3 separate regions of the Hordeum vulgare genome follow, and all the other regions are linked to region 2. A link is a contact called in public Hi-C data. All regions are on one chromosome and are shown on one strand. Each heading gives the region's core, a stretch centred on a gene start, on an enhancer-like site or on the middle of the called end of the contact. The rest is flanking DNA. Distances are from core to core; before and after follow the strand shown. Region 1 has its middle 60 kb from the start of LOC123430596. Region 2 has its middle 30 kb from the start of LOC123427385. Region 3 holds the start of LOC123427386 (sphingoid long-chain bases kinase 1-like).

What was found. Hi-C and Micro-C count contacts between places; a contact is called where the count stands out from the background.
Region 1: a Hi-C map of leaf shows a contact between it and region 2, with 5 times the contacts expected there. The contact joins two enhancer-like sites. A contact is called at or near these places in 4 of 6 Hi-C or Micro-C datasets (leaf and seedling) and 1 of 1 datasets of contacts at active chromatin or transcription factors (embryo).
Region 3: a Hi-C map of leaf shows a contact between it and region 2, with 4 times the contacts expected there. The contact joins the promoter of LOC123427386 here to the enhancer-like site in region 2. A contact is called at or near these places in 2 of 6 Hi-C or Micro-C datasets (both in leaf).

Annotation. Positions count from the first base shown.
Region 1 is chr2H:572,678,864-572,681,563 of MorexV3_pseudomolecules_assembly, forward strand. No RefSeq gene overlaps it. Among protein-coding and RNA genes, the nearest start is that of LOC123430596, 60 kb to the left of the region's middle. Within about 2 kb of position 1,253, at least 3 of the 3 cell types and tissues checked have open chromatin away from gene starts, as enhancers often do. A contact at or near this core is called in leaf, where this site is marked.
Region 2 is chr2H:572,860,135-572,862,834 of MorexV3_pseudomolecules_assembly, forward strand. No RefSeq gene overlaps it. Among protein-coding and RNA genes, the nearest start is that of LOC123427385, 30 kb to the left of the region's middle. Within about 2 kb of position 1,422, at least 2 of the 3 cell types and tissues checked have open chromatin away from gene starts, as enhancers often do. A contact at or near this core is called in leaf, where this site is marked.
Region 3 is chr2H:573,020,155-573,022,854 of MorexV3_pseudomolecules_assembly, forward strand. LOC123427386 (sphingoid long-chain bases kinase 1-like) reads left to right here and starts at 1,442. Exons shown (of 9, transcript XM_045111416.1): 1 at 1,442-1,746; 2 at 2,174-2,681. The coding sequence starts at 2,268.

The sequences.
Region 1 (2,700 bases), core at 3-2,502, 180 kb before region 2:
ACCATGTATTTTTTTTGTAAGATGTACTTTTAAAATGTACATAATGTGTTGAAAAATATTGGAAGTTTATCAAAAATATACATATATGTGTTAAAAAATACATTGGATATTGGAAAAAATATACACATGTGGAAAAGCAAAAAGAAAATGAAAAAAAACCAGAGCAGAGGGTGCGCGCGTGCGCAACTGCGCTAATGGGCCCAGCCCAATTCAGGAAATCCCGGCTAAGTTCTGTCAAGGTTTAAAATAGACCAGGATCAGCGAATTCGGTGTGCCGATTTCAGGGATTTGAAGTTTAGGGTTTGGTTTATGTTTCGTCTACAAATTCAAGGTTTATTTTGGAATTTTTTCCTTTTGGTTATGCCATGTATGAAACTATATTGTTACGAAACTTTATCAAAATGTGTTATAGATGTATTTCTATATGTCTATTTTTTTCGATTTTTTTTGCCTGTGGGAATATGGTACTTTAAAACGGACTCCCGAGATCATGTCCCCAATTCGGTATATTCGGGATAGGAGGTCCCTATCCGGCGTACCTAAGGACTGTATATTACATTCAAGTTGACATAGAGTCTCAACTTCCTCGCCGGGACTGAGGATTATTGTTTGTGCAGACTCAGTAAATGTTGTGTGCTGCTTAAATTATTCGTAACATACTGGCTAAGATACAGTTTTTTTTTCGGGGATGGCTAAGATACAGTTGAGGGTACATCGTGAGTTGTCTCCATTTGAATATGCCAATGTCCACTGCTTCATCCTAGAATACGTGAGATCAAACATGAGAACAAGCATCAGATGAGAACAACTATCTATCTCCACTCTTCCCAGGAACAGAGTAATACTCCCTCTGTCCCAAAATAAGTGTATCAAGCTTAGTACAACTTTGTACTAGAGCTAGTACAAAGTTGAGACACTTATTTTGGGACGGAGGGAGTACTTTCTATAAACAAACCACTACGTCTGAAAACAATAAGCACAACAGCTATATGGATCATGGAATTTTCCACCGGACCAGATGGTCATTCCGGTCGGATTTACATGTTAGATGGTTGACAGTCATGAACTTAGGATTCTCCGACGGAACTCCATGCAAACTCTATGGACGTATTTACATGCCAACTCAGGATTGCAGCAAGGATCATTTCGTTCTCGTCAGAATAGAACACGAAATAATCTAGTACAGTATAATTTTCAGAAGGGTAATGCGACCTGTCCACTTCATGGATCACCAATGTGTTGACATGATCTCCCTCTCCCAGCCCCAGCCAGTCGAGTGAGCGACCCCAAACTCCCAATCACCACCCATAAAAAACTCAGTTGCGGATGTCGCTGAAACCCTCCCCAGTTGCGCATCCCAGTTGCACGAGGGGTCCTCCCCCTGTTACTGCTAGGCCAAGGCATCCATCATCAACGTCACAAACCGCTCATGCTGTGCTAAAAGAAGAATAAAAACAGGGGAGGGGAGATGAGAGGAAAGGAAAAGGAGCACCACCACTGGCCTTTTTTCTTTAGTGTCTGTCAGTCTAATCTGAAGCTCGGCTGCTGCGTATGCTGTCACGGTTGTGCTGATAGCAACCCACCGCACGCATCATCAGAGAGAGCGAAGAGGCATGTGATGGTGACTTTGGACCAAAGCATCAGCCTCCCTGTTCAGATGGAGAAGTAAAAAAGGAGTGGTATCTAAGCTCGGTTCATGTGGCATTAGTTTATGTTTATTGCTGCCTCCAACACCAAAGCCGCCGCCAATCTGCCATCATCTGATGAGATGCATTTGAGGGTTATAAAACTAACCAGATAAGGCATGGGCCTGTCCCCCTGAATCCCAACTGTAAAACTTGGGTGTTCCTGATGTCACGCATCACAGAAAATTATGTGGGGGTGCGCGCGCCGGTGTGTGTGTGCTCAAAGGCGTCTCTTTTCACTAGATTAAACTTCACTTTTTTGGTTGTTAAATTCGGATAGATCAACACCACCGTGGTTATCCATCCATCTGGCACAGCTTATTTTGGAAGAGGCAGAGAGAGGGATCAGAGTGGCACAAGCGGGTAAAGCAGCGACGAAGCAACCAAATAGCAGCACTGTAGCTTATTCGGCTCAAGCTGGTCCACTCTATAAACATAGACTCCAGACTTGCAAGTTACTTTTGTTTTGTTTTGCGGGAAGATACTTGCTATGGAGGCGATTCCGTGTGTCTCTCGAAACGTGGAAAACAGCACATACAGATTGTAAAGCATGGTTGTTAATTTTGCATCTACCTTTTTTCCCTTTTAGAAACAAACCACAAGGAACGCCCGACTTCAAATTAATAAAGTCAACACCGGTCAAGTCATAATACAAGCATTTACAACCAAAAGATAATAGTAGCGGGGTACTTAAAAGAGCGTTAAATAAGGTAATTAAAGACAACCTAGCCACCGTCGGTGATTATGTGGACACCATGTAGACACTTGATCTTGATCTTGCTCCTTGAAGTCTCCACTGTTGAAAGGAAACAACCCATTTGAAATTATGGTTAGCTGAGCGAGAGGGGGCCATTTCTTCAATGACAAGTCTATTTCGATTAGTCCAAAGCGAGCAAGCTAGGGCACTAGATGTTCTCCATGCGAGCAGCCTAAGAGCATCTCTAGTGGCTTGTGTATGTGGTAGTCTAAACCAAATATAGACTATCATAGGTCAAAAAACGCCTCCAGCGGTTTG
Region 2 (2,700 bases), core at 172-2,671:
TAACCCATCAGTTCCTGTTTAACGTGCAAATCCATCCCCCTTTGTACTACCCCACAAGTAAGAAGAGAACAACTACTACGAGTACAATGCTGCCGGATTAAATGTGAAAAACCTGGACAACGTTTTTGAATGTGACGACGGATAGAAACGGTCCAAGCAGCATCTTACTTTGATCCCCTGAATTTCAGTATTTTCTGAAACTAACGGCGGCCTGCAGGTTGTTGCCCTGTTGCTGTACTAAAACGAGTGAACAGGTGATCATACAAATCTTTCCTGTCGGCCTTCATTTTTCTTCAGACGGGAGGGAAAACTTAATTTCAAAAACACTTAATCTGTTCCAATACACGCTGTATTATACTAGTGGTAGTAAACAGTTAGAACGTGCCCATCTTGATTGTTGCTGAAGAAATGGGGCGGAAAGCAGATACAGGCTGGACGCCGCAGCGGTCCGGGGAAGCATAATTACAAGCTGTAACAACAACAGCAGCAGCAGCAGCACAGCAATCATGCACAGTTCGTTAGTAGTAGTAGTAGTATCTGAAACAAAACAATTGTGTTTCAGTTTAGCTGTTGGATATATATAGATATAGTTAATCGTTGACAAGATACTGGATGAGATAAACTAGGCCCAGAAACATGCCTAGCTAGCATGACGCTGGCTACTCTATTCTCCAGATAATTATCATGATCTGATTGATAGTACATGCGTAAATATTAAATAACTAGTGTTAATTTGCTTATTATGGCAACAAAAGTCAAGCTTCTGTTCTTTTTCATGTAGGTAGTATATGGCCCGCTTTCAGTTCTGCCCTGACAGCTGACACTTGCCCCGTTATGGCCATCAGGGATTCCGAAATGTTACTGTCAGGCACGTCTAATTCTCTGCAGTTGTTAAAAGTTGGGTCAGGGTCAGGGTCAGTGATTCAAAATGTTACTGTCGCGTCTAATTCCCTGCAATCCTTAAAATCGTGAAGTGCTAGTCAACGACGGAGACTCACATTGTCGTGTGTAACACGGGCACAAGCTGTCAAATTGTTGAGGTTAATTAAGCGGCCTGACGAGCCGATCGGGTCGACTGCATACGATGTAGCGCCAGAAAAGCACAAGAAGACAAGCGCTTGTGGCATGAACATATGATTGATTAGCTCGTCGGCGGAATCGACAGCTCTCTAACCTATTCAATGAATGGCAGTGTTGATCAAGGTTATGTTAATTGGGAATTGATGATCCACGGTCTCGCAACTACGTACTCCTCTACCATAGCACTAGCGTATATGATGATTATTATTAACAATGTGTAAAGAGACTGGCAGAAAAGAAAGAAAAGAAGGGAAGAAAATCCCGCAGATATAGCGTCCATATGTGGCTGCCGGGGGGACCGTCCATATGGAAGGGATGGGCTCGATGGCTCCAATAAGCGTGACGTTGGCCCATCGCTCGTCGTCCCTTGATCCCCTCTCACTCCATCTTTCGATTCATCCATCCATCCATCCATCCGTCCGTCAGGCACTCGGGACCACGCTGCCGCTGTAGCAGCCTGGTCTTTTTCTTTGCTCCTCACTCGCTTCCCCTTCTTCTTTGTTTATGCACGGCACAGACGGATCGCGTCTGGATGCTGCCTGGAAACGGACTGCACCCATGGCGCCGATCGAACAAGCTTCGGTTTTGTTTACTACTCACTACTACTGTCAGGAAGGCATTTGAACGCCCACCGCGCCAAAAGGAAAAGGAAAAGCGCACGATTCTGTACAGTCTCTAGAACAGTACACCCTGGGACGCGTGGCCGGCTCGTGCTCAGGCAGCTAGCCCGTTCCACTTCCATCTACTCCCTCCGGCCCAAAATTCTTGTGTTAGATTTGTTTACAAATGGATGTATCTAAATACTAAAATGTGACTAGTTACATTCATATCTACACGAATGTAAGACAAGAATTTTGTGACGGAGGGAGTAGTACATAACAAACATATGACCGGAGGTTATCGTGTTGGCTTTCACTCGTCCCGGCGCTCATGCGGGCACATGACCCTGCTCCTCGCCAGCCAGCCAGGCGCGCGCTATGGGCAATGGCTACGAGCTCGATCGTGGCATCGCATGTGTGGCCAAGCAATGCAGGGGTGTGCATGGCAAAAGCGCATGGCTTTCCGTTTCCACAAAAGGACGCGCTCCCGACCCGGCGTGGGTTAACTCAAACCGCGCGCACGGCGGCCTCCATGTTACCCTGCTCCCCGCGCCCGCCCCAACCAGCCTGGCCCGTGCTAGGCGTCGGATCGGCGACGGTCGGCTGTGATTGCTCCGACGATCCACCGGACGGCGCCGGCGCCAACAGGGGTAAGTAAGTAAGTAAGCTGATTGATTGACTGACTGACTGATTCATCAACGCCGCGCGCGGCCACGTAGGGCTCGTGTACGTGTGTCGGCTGGCTGCGCGGGCGGGAGGGCGATACGATTGCGCTGTGCAGAGCACGGTGGTACCGCCGACTGAAAGCCGCCGGGGCCATTGCCCCCTCCTCGTCATGTCCTCGTGTGCGCGCGTGGCTGATTATCTACCCAGCTAGTTAGCTACGCTATGTAAGTAGTACTACGTATCCAAGGCCAAATGCAAATGCTTTTCTTCGCCCAGACACTACTCGTCTCCATGTACCAGCCAGGCCGAACCACTACTCTTCGTTTCGATACATATTCTGTGACTGTGAGGTCGC
Region 3 (2,700 bases), core at 192-2,691, 160 kb after region 2:
GTATGACTTCATGCCGTCCTTTCACCTAGAGGTAGTGGAGGAGCCAGAAATGAAAGATCCAATTTATAACGAAAATTGGATGAAAACCCTAAACAACCATAGGAACAACCCATCCTCGAGAGATAAATACCCAAAAAGGAAAACATCAAGAAGGCAAAGATCAACCTCTTGAACAACATATAAGTGTAGGTGGTTCTTTGATGTAGCACAAGTTATGTCATAACCACATAAAGGGCACCACTAACAACACAAAGAAGGCTATCGAGGTGGTACAACATGCCAAGAGACAGTAGAGAAACAAACTTTAAAGGACACACGAGAGTTTCACCAAGGCTCTACCTTGTTGAGCACGCATGAAAAAACGTACAATTTGATCGCCTGAAGGGTGGTCATTGCCCATGTGAGTGATGAGAAAAAGCGATGATGATGAAGTAACATGATCGTACAAAATGTTGCTAATGAAGCTACCTATGTGAGAGGTGGTCATTGCCCACAGTGGAGTGTAAACTAAGGCCACTACACAACAGAGAGAGAGAGAGAGAGATAGGGGGGGGGGGTGAGGGAGAGGGAGAGAGGGAGAGAGAGGTGCTACGACGAGGAAGGGAGTAGTGGTGATGGTTGTGGTCTCGAGAGGTTTCCTTTATTGAAACCCTTTTACCCTTCTTTGCGCCTTGCCATCTTCTCCATCCTTTTCACCACATTGCAAAAATGGTGTGCTGCCATAATATTGCATCAGGCTGGCTCCAACGATGGCATACTATTCGTACAAGTAGCATGTGAGACGCATGGGGAGGGGAGTGAGGGGAGGGAGTACCCCTAGTCGTGTAGTGAGAGCACTGCTACACGACAAAAAAGATGACGACAACCCAAAAAAGGAAACGAGCAATTATGATAACAACGTGTTCAAACACTGAAGCAGTTGCGATAAAGATCACACGTCAAAAATATTTATGGCAGGAGAGTATTGTTTGACTCTTCATTTTTATATGCCTAATAAACAAGTGGATTATAATATCAAGACTAATGTGATGATGTCTTTAAATCGTCAAATACTTGCGCGCTCCCTCATCAACCCCCTCCCATTTTCGCCACGCCATAGGCTCGAGTCCATCAAGAACAAAAAAATATATTCTTTTTGAACAATGGGCAAAAGAGGTTGTTGACTCAAGATCCACATTTCTACCTATGTGTGAATCTATAGATGTTTGATTACAACGCCAAGATCCAGATTTCATCGGGTATTTTCGGATCACAAACTACAGTACTACCATTACTATAAACTTTTTTTATTTTGAAACAATCCACAAAGTTCATGTTTTTACCATCTATCCGAGATAGGCCGACACAATAATTTCTGATGCAGTCAGAAACGGAATCTCCACCCTCCATCTACCATCAAATCAAATCGCCAATCGTGCCAGCCACCGATTTGAACCATCATCAAAGAAACTCCACACTCCTCCCCAGCTAGACGGACTTTTCTTCTCCACCTTCCTCCTGTCCTGTGCCTTTCCTCTTCCTCCCCGATCCCTTCCTCCGCCACGCTGCTCTCATGCTCTGCCCTACCCAATCTCTCCTATAGTCCACGTCCACCACCGCTCCGCTCCGCTCCGCTCTGCTCCCCCAACAACCCCGCCGCTGACGCGCGTCGCCGCCATCGCCGTCGCCGTCGCCGTCGCCGCTCCTACTTCACCGCGTCGCTGCCGTCTCCGCACCCGTCCGCAATCCTGGACATTGGTTTTTGAGGTACGAGCTTTTGGTCATTCGGTGATTACTTGGCCCGAACTGATCCTGTAAAATTTCCGCGTGCCGGTCCAGGCCCGCGGAACAATCTAGATCCGCCCCGTCGTGCTCCCCATGTCTCTGTACCAAACCAGGAATTCGAGACCTTTGTGTGCATCTGGAAATGCGTTGTAGCGCACGTAGTTGTGGAGATCTGAATTTGTACGGCTACAGGAGTTGAATTGTATGAAGTTCCTCAGAAGGTATTCTAGGGTACTAGACAGTTTAGTAGATATAGGCATAAGATATCATCACTTCAGATATTCCAGCAGTACTAGTGAGGAGCTCTCGTTTTGTGGCTATCAGTCTTATGGGGATGAAGCTCATGTACTTATATTTGTTCTGTTTCTCTTTTGTCGCAGATTATTTAATTATGCCAATCCTTTCACAGGGCAATTGGGGTCATCATGTGTCATACACTTCTTAAGCTCTATCAAACTCCTTACCCGTTCCGATGCTCTTAAGGTCCTGTTTAAAACAAAGAGATGGATGCAGCTGATCTAGAGAATCCAACATCCAGAAACGCATCTCAGAAATCCAGCCGCCGTTCTAGTAGTCGCCGTTCTCAAAAGTCAGCTGGACAGCAATCTTCCCCCACTGTATTTCCAGAGAAAAGAGGCAAATCTAGATCTTTGAGGCAAAAGCATGTGACTGTTGACAATAAAGATGCCAAAAGGGGTAAAAACCATGAGCGTAGAACTGATACGGTGGATGAGAGGTCCAATTTTGTAGGTTTCGAAGTCTACGCTGGCAAACTGTTTTTTGACAGGAAAAATAAAAGTATAGGCGTGGATGGAAAATTGTCATCAAACAAGAAAGCTGATACAACTGATGCAAGACTCACAAGTAAAGCCCTTATATGGGGTTCCACTGTACTCAGCCTTGAGGATGTCATCTCTGTAAGTTTCAGAGACCAAG